Regions from separate parts of the Mus musculus genome. Here regions 2 and 3 are each linked to region 1. The links are chromatin contacts, called in public Hi-C and promoter capture Hi-C maps. All regions are on one chromosome and are shown on one strand. Each heading gives the region's core, a stretch centred on a gene start, on an enhancer-like site or on the middle of the called end of the contact. The rest is flanking DNA. Distances are from core to core; before and after follow the strand shown.

Region 1 (4,472 bases), core at 1,398-3,897:
CAAAGCTCGAGGTTCGTCATACAAGGATGAGGTCTGAAGCCTGTAAGCAAGCAAGAAGCACACCAAACTCAGCACTGTAAGAATGCTCCCCACAAGCCTGGAGATCTACACTGTCAGAGTGAAGGTCTCCTGGAAGCAGAGCAGGCTCCCGATAGATACTTCCGTTGACCGTAACACTTATTAAACTGCTCATTACGAAGGGGATTGCCAAGATTTATCACCACAATGTGAGTGAGAGATCAAATCCTTCAGGCTGAAAACGGTAATGCTTGCCATATTTTAGCCATTTGCTACTGCAAACACACGCACATTTCAGTTTCTGTAACTGAGCTTGCCTCCAAAGCTGATGATCAAACTTACAAAGAAACTAAGAACATGAGTAAAAAGGTATTCAATTCTCAGCTGCTCCATGATAAAGCACGCCTCACCCTTGTCCAAAATGAAAAGTTATTCTTCTATACTGTAGCAGAAATGCATTACTTTTGTGTTCTCCGACACTTAACAAGAATAATATATTCTTAAAATAAGGTATTAGCATATATTAAAATTGTCCTGTGTAATTGGCCTCAAAAACAATTAAAAAGCTTTAAGTCATGCCTGAAACCTACATCCTTAAATTTAAAACGTTGCCTGTTTCAACCATAAATAAGCATTCTTCCCCACCTTAGACATGCATGTATTATACTGGCTCCCTGTAATCTGTACTCAAAAGCAAACTACCACCCAGTGGAGAGAGTGAAGATCTTCCAGGGATATTGGCAAAGCAAGCCAGGTTTTTTTTTTTGGGGGGGGGAGGCAGGGGGACAGTGTAGGTGGGTCTATGGGAAGTGAAGAGCAAGGCAGGGCAGGGAGCCCTGTTTAGCGCTAAGCTTGACTGGTCATCAATTTATATCCAATGGGAAAGGAAATCTTCCCCTGGGCATACTTGGTAGTGTGGCTTCTGAGGAAAACAGGCTAGGGAGACCTTTCACCGACAAACACTCTGTTCATGCTCAGCTCAGTGAAAATAGGGGAAGACAAGAGGCAAAACTACAGACAGAAGAGAAAGGGAAGTGTGTGTTGGGGGTTGGGGGGTGCACGTGTGGAGTGAGTGTGGAGTGTGCATCCTTTAAACACTGGGGGGGGGGGTTCTGAGTGTGAATCATTTCTCACAGGAGGGAAGTGCCAGTGTATGAGAGGATGGGAGAGCTGAGAGGGAGTGTGCTCATAAAATCGAGATTTATGGGATCTGAATATGGTACTGGACCTTGAGTGTGGGTGTGACAGAAAAGTGCATGGGAGGCAAAGCTGGAGACAGATGATGGTCTGGGAGGGGAAGACAAGGGCTATGGTGAGGACCGGAAATTAGTGGAAAGGGAAATCTGGAAAAACAGGGAGAATAAGGAATGACAGGAACTAAGGTGTGAGGGAAACACTGGGAACACTATAGCATAGGAGTAAACCAGAGACTGGAGGCAATAGGGGTGACTGAAGAGGGAGTTGGAGAAATGGGATAGGGGACAGAGGAAGAGGGAAACACAGAAGGAAAGCAGCTACAGGAGGGGGAAAAAAGCTGAATGGAATATTTGGATCTTACTGTTCAAGTGAGAGGGAAAATAAATGGAGCACAGAGCCAGCAGTTGAGAAAAGTCGCTTACGGAGTGAAGCAGAAACAAGCCCTGTAAACTTGTCAGACTCCTGGAGTACCGCTGGCAGCAGAGCGGAGACCTGGCTCCAAAGTGGCACCTGCCCCTCCTTCAAGCCCCACACTTCCTAAGCCCGGGCTGCTTGGAAAGCGCTTTTCCCTCTCTCCCTAATCCAGCCAGACCCCTGCCCCGGGGTCCGAGAAGCCCAGGAAGGGTCATGCGTGGCTAGCCTGAGGTGTGGTGTTTTTGCTCGTGAGCAACAGCAGGATTCACTCTGGGTGTAAAGCAAGGTGCAGAGAGGGAAAGGGACGGAAAGACAGACTGAGGCAAGTGTAGAGAGGGCGCGCGGTCCCTACCTGAGCACCGCTGTGTCACCTTTCCTCACCAGCATGTTGTCCACGGCCGCCCAAGGGAAGTCCACGCTCTGCCCGGCCGGGAGGCAAGAGCACAGGCTCAGAAGCACCGCCGCCAGCCACTGGTTCGAGCAACAAGCGCCCTGCGCCAGGAGCACCATGTCCGTGCCTGCCAGGCTGCTCGCTCTCCGGCAGCGTCGGCTCCCACCCCCTGCTGCTGGCGAGGCTGCCCGATAACCAGGCGGCGCGCCACACGAGATTTTTTTTCCTCTTTTCCTTTTTCTGAGTGGGTGGGTGGGTTTCTTCTCTTTCTCGCCCCCTCCCTAGTTGTCGGGCGTAGTTTCCCTCTTTCCCCGGCCTCGCCTCCTTTCTGCTCCTCTGCAGCTTGCCTTCCCTCCCTCCCCTCCCGCCCCCTGGCACCGCGCTCCACCTCCTTCGGGGCGCCCGGCCGCGTCCGGAGCGTGGCTAATCCCTGGCGGCCGCACACCGTCCTGCGAGGCTGCGAGCAGAGCGCGGGAGGCGGCGCAGGCAGCGCGGGGCGCAGCAGCGGCCGGCGGCCCCCGGGCTCGCGCGCGTTGCCAAGCGGCCGTTTCCGTAGCAACCCCGCCCAGGGATGGAGGACCAGGCAGGGAGGGGGGCCGGAGAAGCGAAAGAGATAGATCAAAAAGAGGAAAGAAGAGGGACTGGGAAGCTAGGGCGACTGAGGATACGCCGAGGTCTAGTCCGGCTTGGCAGCGCGAACTAGAGAGCTTTGCGAGCCGCGGGGCTGGGAAGTCAGGGCATAAGGGCCAGGCCTGCCCTCTGGTGCTTTCGGCTCCTCGGGCCCCCGACTTTAAAGTGCTCAAGTTGGGGTCGGCGCCATCATGACGCCTGAGACTGAGTGAGTTGGCTTTTTTTGTTGTTGTCTTGTATTTTTTTTTTAATCCTGACTAGCTAATAGCGCTGTTAATAAACTGCCAGTTAGCTCTCTCTTCTCTCTCTTCCTCTCCTCTCCTCTCCTCTCCTCTCCTCTCCCCTCCCCTCCCCTCCCCTCCCCTCCCCTCCCCTCCCCTCCCCTCTCCTCTCCTCTCCTCTCCTCTCCTCTCCTCTCCTCTCCTCTCCTCTCCTCTCTTCTCTCCCCTTCCTGTTTCCTTCCCTCCGTTCCTTATTTTTCCTTTAGTGGGGGTATTTCTTTTCACCCTCTCTTGGAGATAAGCAGGGATTGTGGCGGCGCTGCTGCTTTACGGGGACAGTATAGTGATTCGGGCATGCCGACCGAAAGCTAGTGCGTGTGTGAGTCCGCCTGTGCGTACTGGAGAACGCCTGCCCTTCTCTGTGCGTCTTGATACTAACTTGCGCATGAGTGTGTGTGCGCGTGTGGTGTCAGCACAGAGTGTCCACTTGTGAGAGGGAGATGGAGTGTGCAGGGCGCGTGCTGGGCCCGGGAGCGCGCGACACGCAGGCGCAACGGGAGGGATGGGCGGGCCTTACTGGGATGCAGAGTTGGAGGAGGCTGCAATCAGTGTTTTAATTGTGTGGAGCTAGGCGGTCCTGTTATGTAAGAGGCAGTTTAACCCATTTGAGCCTACTGGGCGGAAGGCTTGCGCATTCGGTTGAAGCCAAGGCATTCCTCGGCTTTAAAGAGTCCCAGTTGTATTTTTTTTTTTCACCGCCTCCCAGTTGGGGTGGACCTGCATCCTTTGAGCAGTAACCTCAACCCCTCAAGGGGCAAGCAGTGTCCCGCGGATCTGCTAGCCTACGCCCAGGTCAGGGCAAAACAGGGTACAAGGCACGGGGGTCACCCCATAGTCCACTCTTCCCCCCCCCCCACCCCCTTTCTGGCACTCATTTTCAACCCTAAGATCCTAGAGGTCTTCCAGGCGATTTGCAAATCAATGAGAGAATCTGAATCCAGAACAGCGATTCCAGTGCCCATGAGGAGTTTGGGAAGCTGGTGGTTAGAAATAACTTACCCTCACCACTTGGTTTCCCCCACCTTCCGCCTGTAGCGGTATTTACAAAACACATTCGTCTTTCACTGGTGCTCATTTGAACTCCTTTATTTATTTATTTATTTATTTATTTATTTATTTATTTTATTCTTTTATTTTTTTCTGAACGCCAGCAGGGCCCCGCGGCAGAGCGCACTGAAGCAAGGATCTCTGCAGGGGTCAGCATCCGGCTTCCTCCCCAGACTGAGCTCTTGATGAGGCAGGCAGGAGTCATAGATGTTGGTGGTACCCAAGGTGGCTTTTTATTTTTTATTTTTATTTATCACGTTGTCTAAGGATAGATGGGGTAGGGCCAGCAATTCACATCACCCGGGACCACCCAGACTGACTATCCAGGAGCCTCTAAGCAACATCACCACCCTGCAGAAGATTCCCTGCGAGGCTCAGCAATTAACGGAGAGGTTTGCAGCAGGAGCTACTGATGTGATTAGTATTCAGGCTTAATTCTCAGAACCCGCTCGGGAATTGAAAGTGCGGTAGTATTCAGCCGCATTTCGAAACAT
Region 2 (4,472 bases), core at 1,113-3,612, 560 kb before region 1:
CTAAAACGATGACTCATGAAATTTTCAGGCAAATGGAGAGAACTAGAAAATATCCTGCATGAGGTTAAACCAGACACAAAAGAACACACATGGTGTGTACTCACTGATAAGTGAATATTAGACTAAAAGCTCAAGATACCCACAATACAACCCACAAACCATATGGAGCTTAAGGAGAAAGAAGACTAAAGTGTGGGTGCTTCAATCCTACAGATATGACCTTATAAGGGGAGAGGAAGTTTAACCTGGCTCCTGGGCTATGTGACTTCCTCCAGGGCTGGGGAAAAGGGGATGTGAGAGGACAGGGCTATATGTGACAGGCAGGTCTGTGGCAGGCAGGCCTCTGGCAGGGAACAGTGATTGTAATCCTGCTGATCTTAGGATAAAATTTTCAGGGTTTGGAATGCCTTGACCCAACTCTTGCTGCAGGCAGGCCTGCTCCCCATGGTTTCCTGGCCACACACAGTTGCTTTTCCACAAAGTACAACACATTTTCTTTGTACTCACTGAAGCCCCTGCTGAGTAACATCATTGGTGGTTAACCCACACTGAGCATAAATTATGTGTCAGATATAGCACCAAGTTCCTACAATGTCCCTTCTCACTTATGAGTCTGTGTCTCCCATGATGTTTCTTTCCAGTTTTAGATGAGACATTAATGAGGTTAAATAACCAACTAAGTTCCCACGGCTGCTAAGATAGATTCACACCCAGTCCTGTTTCTTCGGTGCATTCTCGTCTTTCTGACTAATGTGAATCATTCCATTGGTGCATTTCACAGGACAACCTCTGCTCTGCCAATTTCATATTGAGAAATATTCTTCTCATCTGAATAAAGAGGCCATTCTTGCTTGAAGCCTAGTTAAGAGCTCCCACAAATCTGTGTTCCTCCCTCCATACAAAAGGCCTGGTAAGTCTCTGCTGTAGTTATTGCTCTATTGCTATGATAAAACAGCATGAAAAATGACAACTTAAGGAAGAATTAATTTTTGCTCATGGTTCCACAGGGATAGAGTCCATAGTAGCTGTGAAGGCATGGTATAGGGCAAGAATAGGAAGCTGGCTACTCACATCTTTATCCTCACACAGGAAGGAGAGAGAGAGAGAGAGAGAGAGAGAGAGACAGAGAGAGAGAGAGAGAGGGAGAGAGAGGGAGAGAGAGGGAGAGAGAGGGAGAGAGAGGGAGAGAGAGAGAGAGAGAGAGAGAGAGAGGGAGAGAGAGGGAGAGAGAGGGAGAGAGAGGGAGAGAGAGGGAGAGAGAGGGAGAGAGAGAGAGAGAGAGAGAGAGAGAGAGAGAGAGAGAGAGAGAACATGAATTGGATTGAGGCTCTAAATTCCCAGTGATATACTTCCTCCAGCCTCTGTAACCTCCCTAAACAATGCCACCAAGTAGGGAACAAGTGTTTGAATATGTGAGCTTATGCACATTTCTCATCCAAACCATCATAGTTTTGGAAAGGAATTAAATTCTGCTTTGATACTACAAGGTACTTCTATAACTATGATAATTCTGCTTATTCATTACTAGAACATAGGACAAGGTGTGGTCCTTTCAGAAGAGTGGTAAAGATGGCAGTACAGGGAGGCATTTGAACATGTCTGTTTCCAGAAAGAGCCCAAATGAGAATAATATCTGTGAGTGTTGATGTTCCAGGAGGGATTTTGAGCTACGAGGAACATGGACTGAGCTTAGTCTATGCCATAGATCTGCCTTTTCATTTGTCCACTTACCTAGCCTTCACAACAATTCACTAAGTACTATCATGATTTCCATTTTCCCTGAGGCAGGGGAATGTTTAGTGTCCAGAGCTACATTATGAACTACTACTACTCTTCGGAAGCTAAAGCTTTAGTTTAATTGAGTCCACATTCTCCAAGGATAGTGTTTCTAGGCATGTCTATAGAGGTCGTATGTGTATTTTCTAGAGGCCCCCTTCTAAAGGACCTTTCTCCCTATATTAAACCTCTCAGTGATAATAGCATAGTGCTTGAGTGTGGAGAGAAGATTCCTGTTTCTGAACAAATATGTTTATATTCATTTCATGTATCAAGAAAGAAGAATAAAATAAATGATCATGAATGAAAACACATCTGTCCTACTGCAGACCCCTGGTAAGAACCTAAGGCTTTTTATGGCCTGTGTTCTTCTGTTTAGGTTCACCTCCTGCACCACAAGTGCTGACATCAGGGCAGATGCCAAGTCAACACAAATAGCAGCCATCTCTGTGAAGATGAACAGATGTGCAAGGCAAAAAAAAAAAAAAAAAAAAAAAAAAAGTCAGCATACAATTCCCTGTGCCCAACCACAGGCTTTGTCACTAGGTGGGTTAATGCTTCACTGTTCTCAGCAGCTGTGATTGCTGAGTATTCCTCAATTCTTCAGTGTGCAGCTTCAAAGAGGTGGCTCAACAAAGTCCCTTTTCATCACGAGTGTTTGTGACTGGTTCTTTTGTTGCTGCTCTTGCTGAAGACATTCTGTCAATATTTTCTCACTGTCTGTGTGTCAGATGGCTTACAAAAGACAGTGCATGATGGCATGTTGGTACAGTGGCAGGAAGCACGTACCACACACACACACACACACACCATATCTGTGTGTACAAATATGTACATCTATGGAATGAGTTGGAAGGTGGGGTAGGTCCTTGGACTCTAGGTATATTATATTAAACTCTTTTCTCAACCAGTATAGCACAACCATTTTAGAGGGAATTAGAGTCTCTGGTCATTACTCCCTTGTGTTTGGACTGCAGGCATCTATGATCTGCCAAGTAATGTGGTATGGGTAGGGTGTTATGAATTCAATAGGCAGGCATGTGTCATCCATGAGCCTTGGTAAGGAGTTAGCATGAGATGCATGCTTTATCCAAGGCGTCCTTACTTGTACACAGAGGAGTGAGGGAAGAGATGGACAGATATGAAGCCAGCTAAGCTGGCCAAGGGGGAAAAATAGGTCACTCTCGATAATATGCATTTCATTCAAGTCCCAGGGACCACTGCTCCTCAATCTACATGCAAACATCATGTATTAAGGCTGAACAGCCATGCATCTTGTTCTGTGGGTTGATTCCAGCCTTATATGTTATCGGCTTCTGTTCACATTATATTTTCATTGCCAACTATGGATCTAGGATATTTCATCTGCAATTATGCTAAGAGTGACTGCTGTCCAGCCAAGAGTTCCCAGTATGGGTCACACTGTGGGCAAAGTATGTAATAAATGCATTCCATTGGGGATTTGCTCATGCTTGATGTATGGCTGCACTATTATCATGGTGAGAGCTGTGCTGTGTGCAGGGGTTTTGGCTCTGTAGAGAGCTGTGGTACAGACTCTAATCTTCCTGGATAATGGGGCTCCCTTGAAGCTGAAACAATGCCTTTGGCTTGCAAAAAAAAATGTTTGGTGACAGAGAAGTTGTTTCAGAGTGTCAGTGTGAATTATTCTCCTTCACACCCTTCTCTAGTCTTCTGGGAAACTGAAGCCAGGGAGTCAACATGAACAGAATATTCTGGCAGCCATGAAGGGTAGGAAGTTTCTCTCTTGGTGAGAGTTGTTAGAACAGAGGAAGTTCCTCTTTCTCCACATCCACGCCAGCATCTGCTGTCACCTGAATTTTTGATCTTAGCCATTCTGACTGGTGTGAGGTGGAATCTCAGGGTTGTTTTGATTTGCATTTCCCTGATGATTAAGGATGTTGAGCATTTTTTCAGGTGCTTCTCTGCCATTTGGTATTCCTCAGGTGAGAATTCTTTGTTCAGTTCTGAGCCCCATTTTTTAATGGGGTTATTTGATTTTCTGAAGTCCACCTTCTTGAGTTCTTTATATATGTTGGATATTAGTCCCCTATCTGATTTGGGATAGGTAAAGATCCTTTCCCAATCTGTTGGTGGTCTTTTTGTCTTATTGACGGTGTCTTTTGCCTTGCAGAAACTTTGGAGTTTCATTAGGTCCCATTTGTCAATTCTCGATCTTACAGAGCAAGCCATTGCTGTTCTGTTCAGGAATTTTTCCCCTGTACCCATATCTTCAAGGCTTTTCCCCACTTTCTCCTCTATAAGTTTCAGTGTCTCTGGTTTTATGTGAAGTTCCTTGATCCAGTTAGATTTGACCTTAGTACAAGGAGATAAGTATGGATCGATTCGCATTCTTCTACATGATAACAACCAGTTGTGTCAGGTGACAGCAGATGCTGGCGTGGATGTGGAGAAAGAGGAACACTCCTCCATTGTTGGTGGGATTGCAGGCTTGTACAACCACTATGGAAATCAGTCTGGCGGTTCCTCAGAAAACTGGATATAGTACTACCGGAGGATCCAGCAATACCTCTCCTGGGCATATATCCAGAAGATGCCCCAACTGGTAAGAAGGACACATGCTCCACTATGTTCATAGCAGCCTTATTTATAATAGCCAGAAGCTGGAAGGAACCCAGATGCCCCTCAACAGAGGAATGGATACAGAAAATGTGGTA
Region 3 (4,472 bases), core at 1,296-3,795, 520 kb before region 1:
AATCATTCCTCTCTGACAGGAGGATTTGGGTGTTTCTTCTGGATATTTCGTAGAGCTCAGTACACCAACCACAGGTTCATGTTGGTGGCCTATTCCTGCTTGCTCTTTCTTCCACACGTGAGGACAAGGGATCCTTACGTGGCAGGAGAAAGGCTTCGCTTTCTTCCTTGGAGGATGAATACTGAAGGCTGGATGTTCCCAGAGCAAAGTGAAAGCTGCCTGAAGGAGGGGGCTGTTGATGTTGAGTAGAGAAGAAGAGAGACCAGGATTTTTACTATCTTCCTCCTGCTTGCTACACTATTCAGCTCTTAGATTGAATTCTTAGCCTGGTAACCTCCTGGTGCTCCAAGAAGGACTTTAAAATCCATTTAACTACTCTGAACTTGTTTTTCAGTTTTCATTTTGAAGGGAATTTTGTTTCTGTTTTCTGTTTAGTTGAATACTTCTTTGTGGTAAGATTTTCACAATATCCTTGGGCTAGTTGATAAACAGATTCTATGTTTTCACAGAGAGAGGCTGTAACACTTACATGCATTACCCTCATATGTCAACAAGTGCCTACTTGGTCCTTGACTCTGAAGTTTGTGATGTTTCCACTGTGCTTAGCACCAAGGTCCAAAATACATATCACACTGTAACCGTGGGTCATAAACCAATGTGCAGGTAGTGTTGACTTGAGTAAGCCAGGCACACAGGGTTCTTTCCTGGGTGGTATATACCGCTTGTCACCTTAACAACATGGCTGTCCAAATAAGACCTGAACCAGAATGATACCAATAGACATGACATTATTTGCTTTCAACAAATACAACATAAGCATTTTGTAAATGTTTTTGTTTTGAGTTCTTAGTCATCCTACCTATAATGTAACAATCTTAATTCACTAGGTTAGGAGAAGTTTCCTGAGTCCAGCCAGCTCAGAAACAAGTAGCATGCTGACAGGGTAAAAACTGAGCTCATGTTCCTAGACCCCAGAACCCAATTCCTATCCTTCTTCTTCAGACATTTCATGTTTGTTACCCAATAAAGGATGTAAAGAAGGGAGTTGCTGTAATCCTGTTCCTAAACTAAGGCACACAAGTCATGAATGTGTTGCCTGTCTTGACTTAATTGACTACAGGAAGCTTGCCCACTTCTTTGTTCCCTTACAATTCTAGATTGCAGGTCACAGTCCAAGAAAGGACCTGGCTTCAAAAGCTGACTCAAGAACCCTGAAACCAGATGACCCAGATGAGGCCCAGTCACCAAGTTAACTTCCTTGCTTAACCCCTTCTGTTAAAATATGATTGGCCAATGTGACAACCCATCCAATTCCTTCTCGAATTGTGTTCTCATCTTATAAAAATATTGTACAATCTCTCTTCAGGGATGCAGTTCAGATCCCAAATTGACCTTCTCCCTGCAAGCACAGAAAGTAAAGCTTTCGTGTTTAAGCTTCTGTCTCTGAAGTAAGTTTTCTTGGCTTCCACCATGAACCTAACAACTGAGCCAAGCTAAGTCCAGGAAAGCTAGGCAGTGCACATGCGCGCGTACATCTGTGCAGCGTGCTCATTTACATGTTTTCATGCACCTGTGTTAAAGAGAAAGTGGGACCTAGTCCATCCAGTTAACACATGGGAACACTCAACTTCGAAATCTTTAGGTAAAATTAAATGTTAGAGCCCAGTTACAGGGGGACACCTATCCCATCACCCAATTTGCATATAAATTTCTGGAATTCCAGGCCCAGGAATCCCTTAAAGGAAATGTATCCTTTGTCCTGAACATTGCAAAGAACTTGAATTCAACACCAGGCCAGCCAGCTAGAACAGAGGTGCAAAGCCTTTTCTTTAAACTTGGATTGCAGTTTTAAAAATTAGTGAAAGAAAACTAATGTTCACTACTAGGAAACCAGCTCATATACAACGAACCCACTCACAGCACCATTTGGTCTTGATTTGAATGCAGTTTGTAGAACGAGGGACGTGGGTTCTTGTTCCCTGGAATATTTTCTAGTCTCAGCACTGAGGCTAACAGCTGGACCATTTAGAATGATGCTAAGCCTTTATAGAGTCAAACTCTTCTATTCATAAAACAGGAAAAGATCGCTTACAACGAAGTGGCTTTGTGAGAATTAAAATAGGTTAATGTGTGTGTATGAAATTGCTTTGTCAGGACTAAATTATAATGATTCTTCTTTTTTTTTACTTGAGATAAGTGTCCCAAGCTACCAAAAATGTCTCCAGCACATACCACAGGTCATTACAAGCAGAAAAAATGTATTATAGCAAAAAGTGTTTTAGGTTTTAAAAGTTTTGTTTTCTAATTATGAAAATACAGGTAATAAATGTCCTTAAGTCTTATCTCAAATAAATACTACTGGCATCTGATTTTTGAAACTTGGCCTTGACTCTTCCTCTTTTGTTTCTCTAAGCCCAGAGCACCAGTGAGCTATGCTCAGGGAAACAGTAACAATACAAGGAGGAGATGGCCAGCAGGCAGGAGGAAAGTAGGACAACTCACTGATCTCAGTGTGAGCAGCAACCCTCCCTGCTCTCAGCAGGTCCCTCTAGGTGCCAGCTGGTGAAACTGGCTGTTCCTTCCCCTGCCATGCTAGATGTCTGACAACACATACAAAACCCTGAGATATTTTACTTTTTTGACCCATCCTGTTTGTCCCGAGGAAGAAAAAGAGACTTGTGAAAATCCTTCTGGAAAGAGGATCTTCTCAGCCAGTCCATGCTGGTGATAAACATCAGGACTGCAAGACACCTAGAGGGTCAAGTTTAGGGAAGTTTGCATTTCCATCTTTCCTTCAGTGAGGCAGGATTAGCTCAAGGCTTAGCCTTTCTGTCCACACACAGTACCTACTCTTTAACCTGGTCTGACCTACACAGTTACTCCTAACTCTCAGAACTTCATTCCCTTCACTTGTGAGATTGGAGATGCAGTTCCCACTGCAGAGTCCACTGCAAATATTCATCCAGTGAAGGGCTTGTGTGCCATGAGCATCCCCTGTGTTGCTGGTGACTGTCACACATGCCCAAGCTCCCGGCACCCCATGATGCATTGCTGATAGTCCCTGGGTTCAGATAGACAGATAGCCTTCCATCACAGGGTAGCCTCATGCTTACCACACACCTTTCAATGATTAGCAATCAATTTCAATATCATCTTTTAAATCCAACCCATTGCACTGTCAAGTGATTATGTTCTATAATTAAATTAATGGTATTGAACTTTAGGTTTTGCTGCGTGGCTGACTTTATTTGGTGTTTGCTCTTCACTCACAGAGTGACTACTAGATGCTGGTGTGAAGTCACAGTATTTAATTTATAGCCGCATGGGAACACACCTTTACTATAATTTAAAAAAGAAATATCTGCAAACAAGGGTATTTTCAAAGGATCCTATTTGGGAGTTCACATTTTCTATTCATTAAGATTTGACAATTTAACATAAATTAAAAGTAAAAGGCTGTTTCATGGAGTGTATGTCTCATCCTTCCTTGTTTTGGCTGGACTACACTGACATTGATATTTAATGAAGTCCTTACAGTCGCCTGGTAGTCTGCAAAGCCAGTGAGGCTCTTGTAGTGTGCAGTCTTGTATCCTGTGACATTAACATCTTGTTAGTTGGAGACTAGAGATGTGAAGAAAGAAGGCGTATCAAGAAGAAATCAACACTTGCCTTATCAAATGTAATAGAAAATGCTAATGTGACTCACAGGCAATGGGAAATTGAATTATAGCTTTAAATCTATTTAAGTCAACTTGAAAATCACCCTGGAAACTTCTGTTTCGACATGGGTGGAATTCTAACAGACACTTCTCATAGAGTGCAAACATGGGCAGGATAGTTGACTTATAAAGCTCAGTAATAAAATTATGCACACACTTCTAAAACAGTTTACGTTAACAAGTGAGGAAAACGTATGCATTATTACATTTACACTATAAAGAAAGACAAGGAACCGGTTATTTATATCCACTTGAATATAATTAGGAGTAGATAAGGGGAACTTTAAGCCAGATGATTTTTGTATATGTACCTGAAACACAGAGGGGCTGTGACATTGGCAAAAATAAACCCTCACACTGAAGGCTTTCCTCTTTAGTATATCACTCTGAAACCCAGCATGAATTTCATTTGTCAATTACATGGTGTGGCAAGAATGTGATTTATTCTATAATGAAATGAGTATAATGCAGGAAGTAGTGAAGGGTTTATTCAAATGTGTTAAATGCCACACGTGAACACCTTCTGAGTGACTGAGAATCAACACATTTAATAACAACCCTCACTCACTGGCTGTCAGTCTACTCACAGCAAGTCTTATACAATGGCCACATCAAAGGGCTCAGTGTTGAGTACACACTGTGCTTGCATGGCAGGTTTATTCCCCTCTGAACCAACTGCCAGGAATGAGCCTTTTTGGCCTGTGGTTTCCATATTTCTACTGGAGAGTTACTTAGTGAGTGTTGTGCACAATG

Evidence for each region. Promoter capture Hi-C pulls out the DNA fragments that hold promoters and counts their contacts. Hi-C and Micro-C count contacts between places; a contact is called where the count stands out from the background.
Region 2: a contact with region 1 is called in a promoter capture Hi-C map of second pharyngeal arch cranial neural crest, with 4 times the contacts expected there. The contact joins the enhancer-like site here to the promoter of 4930570G19Rik in region 1. A contact is called at or near these places in 7 of 39 promoter capture datasets (the C10 cell line, cranial neural crest, frontonasal cranial neural crest and 4 more), 9 of 484 Hi-C or Micro-C datasets (cerebellum, cerebral cortex, cortical neurons and 5 more) and 4 of 115 datasets of contacts at active chromatin or transcription factors (SST interneurons, embryonic forebrain, forebrain and 1 more).
Region 3: a Hi-C map of cerebellum shows a contact between it and region 1, with 1.7 times the contacts expected there. The contact joins the enhancer-like site here to the promoter of 4930570G19Rik in region 1. A contact is called at or near these places in 8 of 39 promoter capture datasets (the 3T3-L1 cell line, the HPC-7 cell line, cranial neural crest and 5 more), 2 of 484 Hi-C or Micro-C datasets (both in cerebellum) and 6 of 115 datasets of contacts at active chromatin or transcription factors (SST interneurons, embryonic basal ganglia, embryonic forebrain and 3 more).

The regions. Positions count from the first base shown.
Region 1 is chr3:156,559,862-156,564,333 of GRCm38.p6, reverse strand. 4930570G19Rik (RIKEN cDNA 4930570G19 gene) reads left to right here and starts at 2,647. Exons shown (of 4, transcript NR_040399.1): 1 at 2,647-2,858. Negr1 (neuronal growth regulator 1) reads right to left here and starts at 2,540. Exons shown (of 7, transcript NM_001039094.3): 1 at 1,982-2,540. The coding sequence starts at 2,139.
Region 2 is chr3:157,118,056-157,122,527 of GRCm38.p6, reverse strand. The region is part of intron 4 of Negr1 (neuronal growth regulator 1); the gene reads right to left. Among named protein-coding and RNA genes, the nearest start is that of Gm24373, 91 kb to the left of the region's middle. Within about 2 kb of position 2,362, at least 12 of the 459 cell types and tissues checked have an H3K27ac peak or open chromatin away from gene starts, as enhancers often do. A contact at or near this core is called in second pharyngeal arch cranial neural crest, where this site is marked.
Region 3 is chr3:157,083,439-157,087,910 of GRCm38.p6, reverse strand. The region is part of intron 4 of Negr1 (neuronal growth regulator 1); the gene reads right to left. Among named protein-coding and RNA genes, the nearest start is that of Gm24373, 130 kb to the left of the region's middle. Within about 2 kb of position 2,545, at least 4 of the 459 cell types and tissues checked have an H3K27ac peak or open chromatin away from gene starts, as enhancers often do. A contact at or near this core is called in cerebellum, where this site is marked.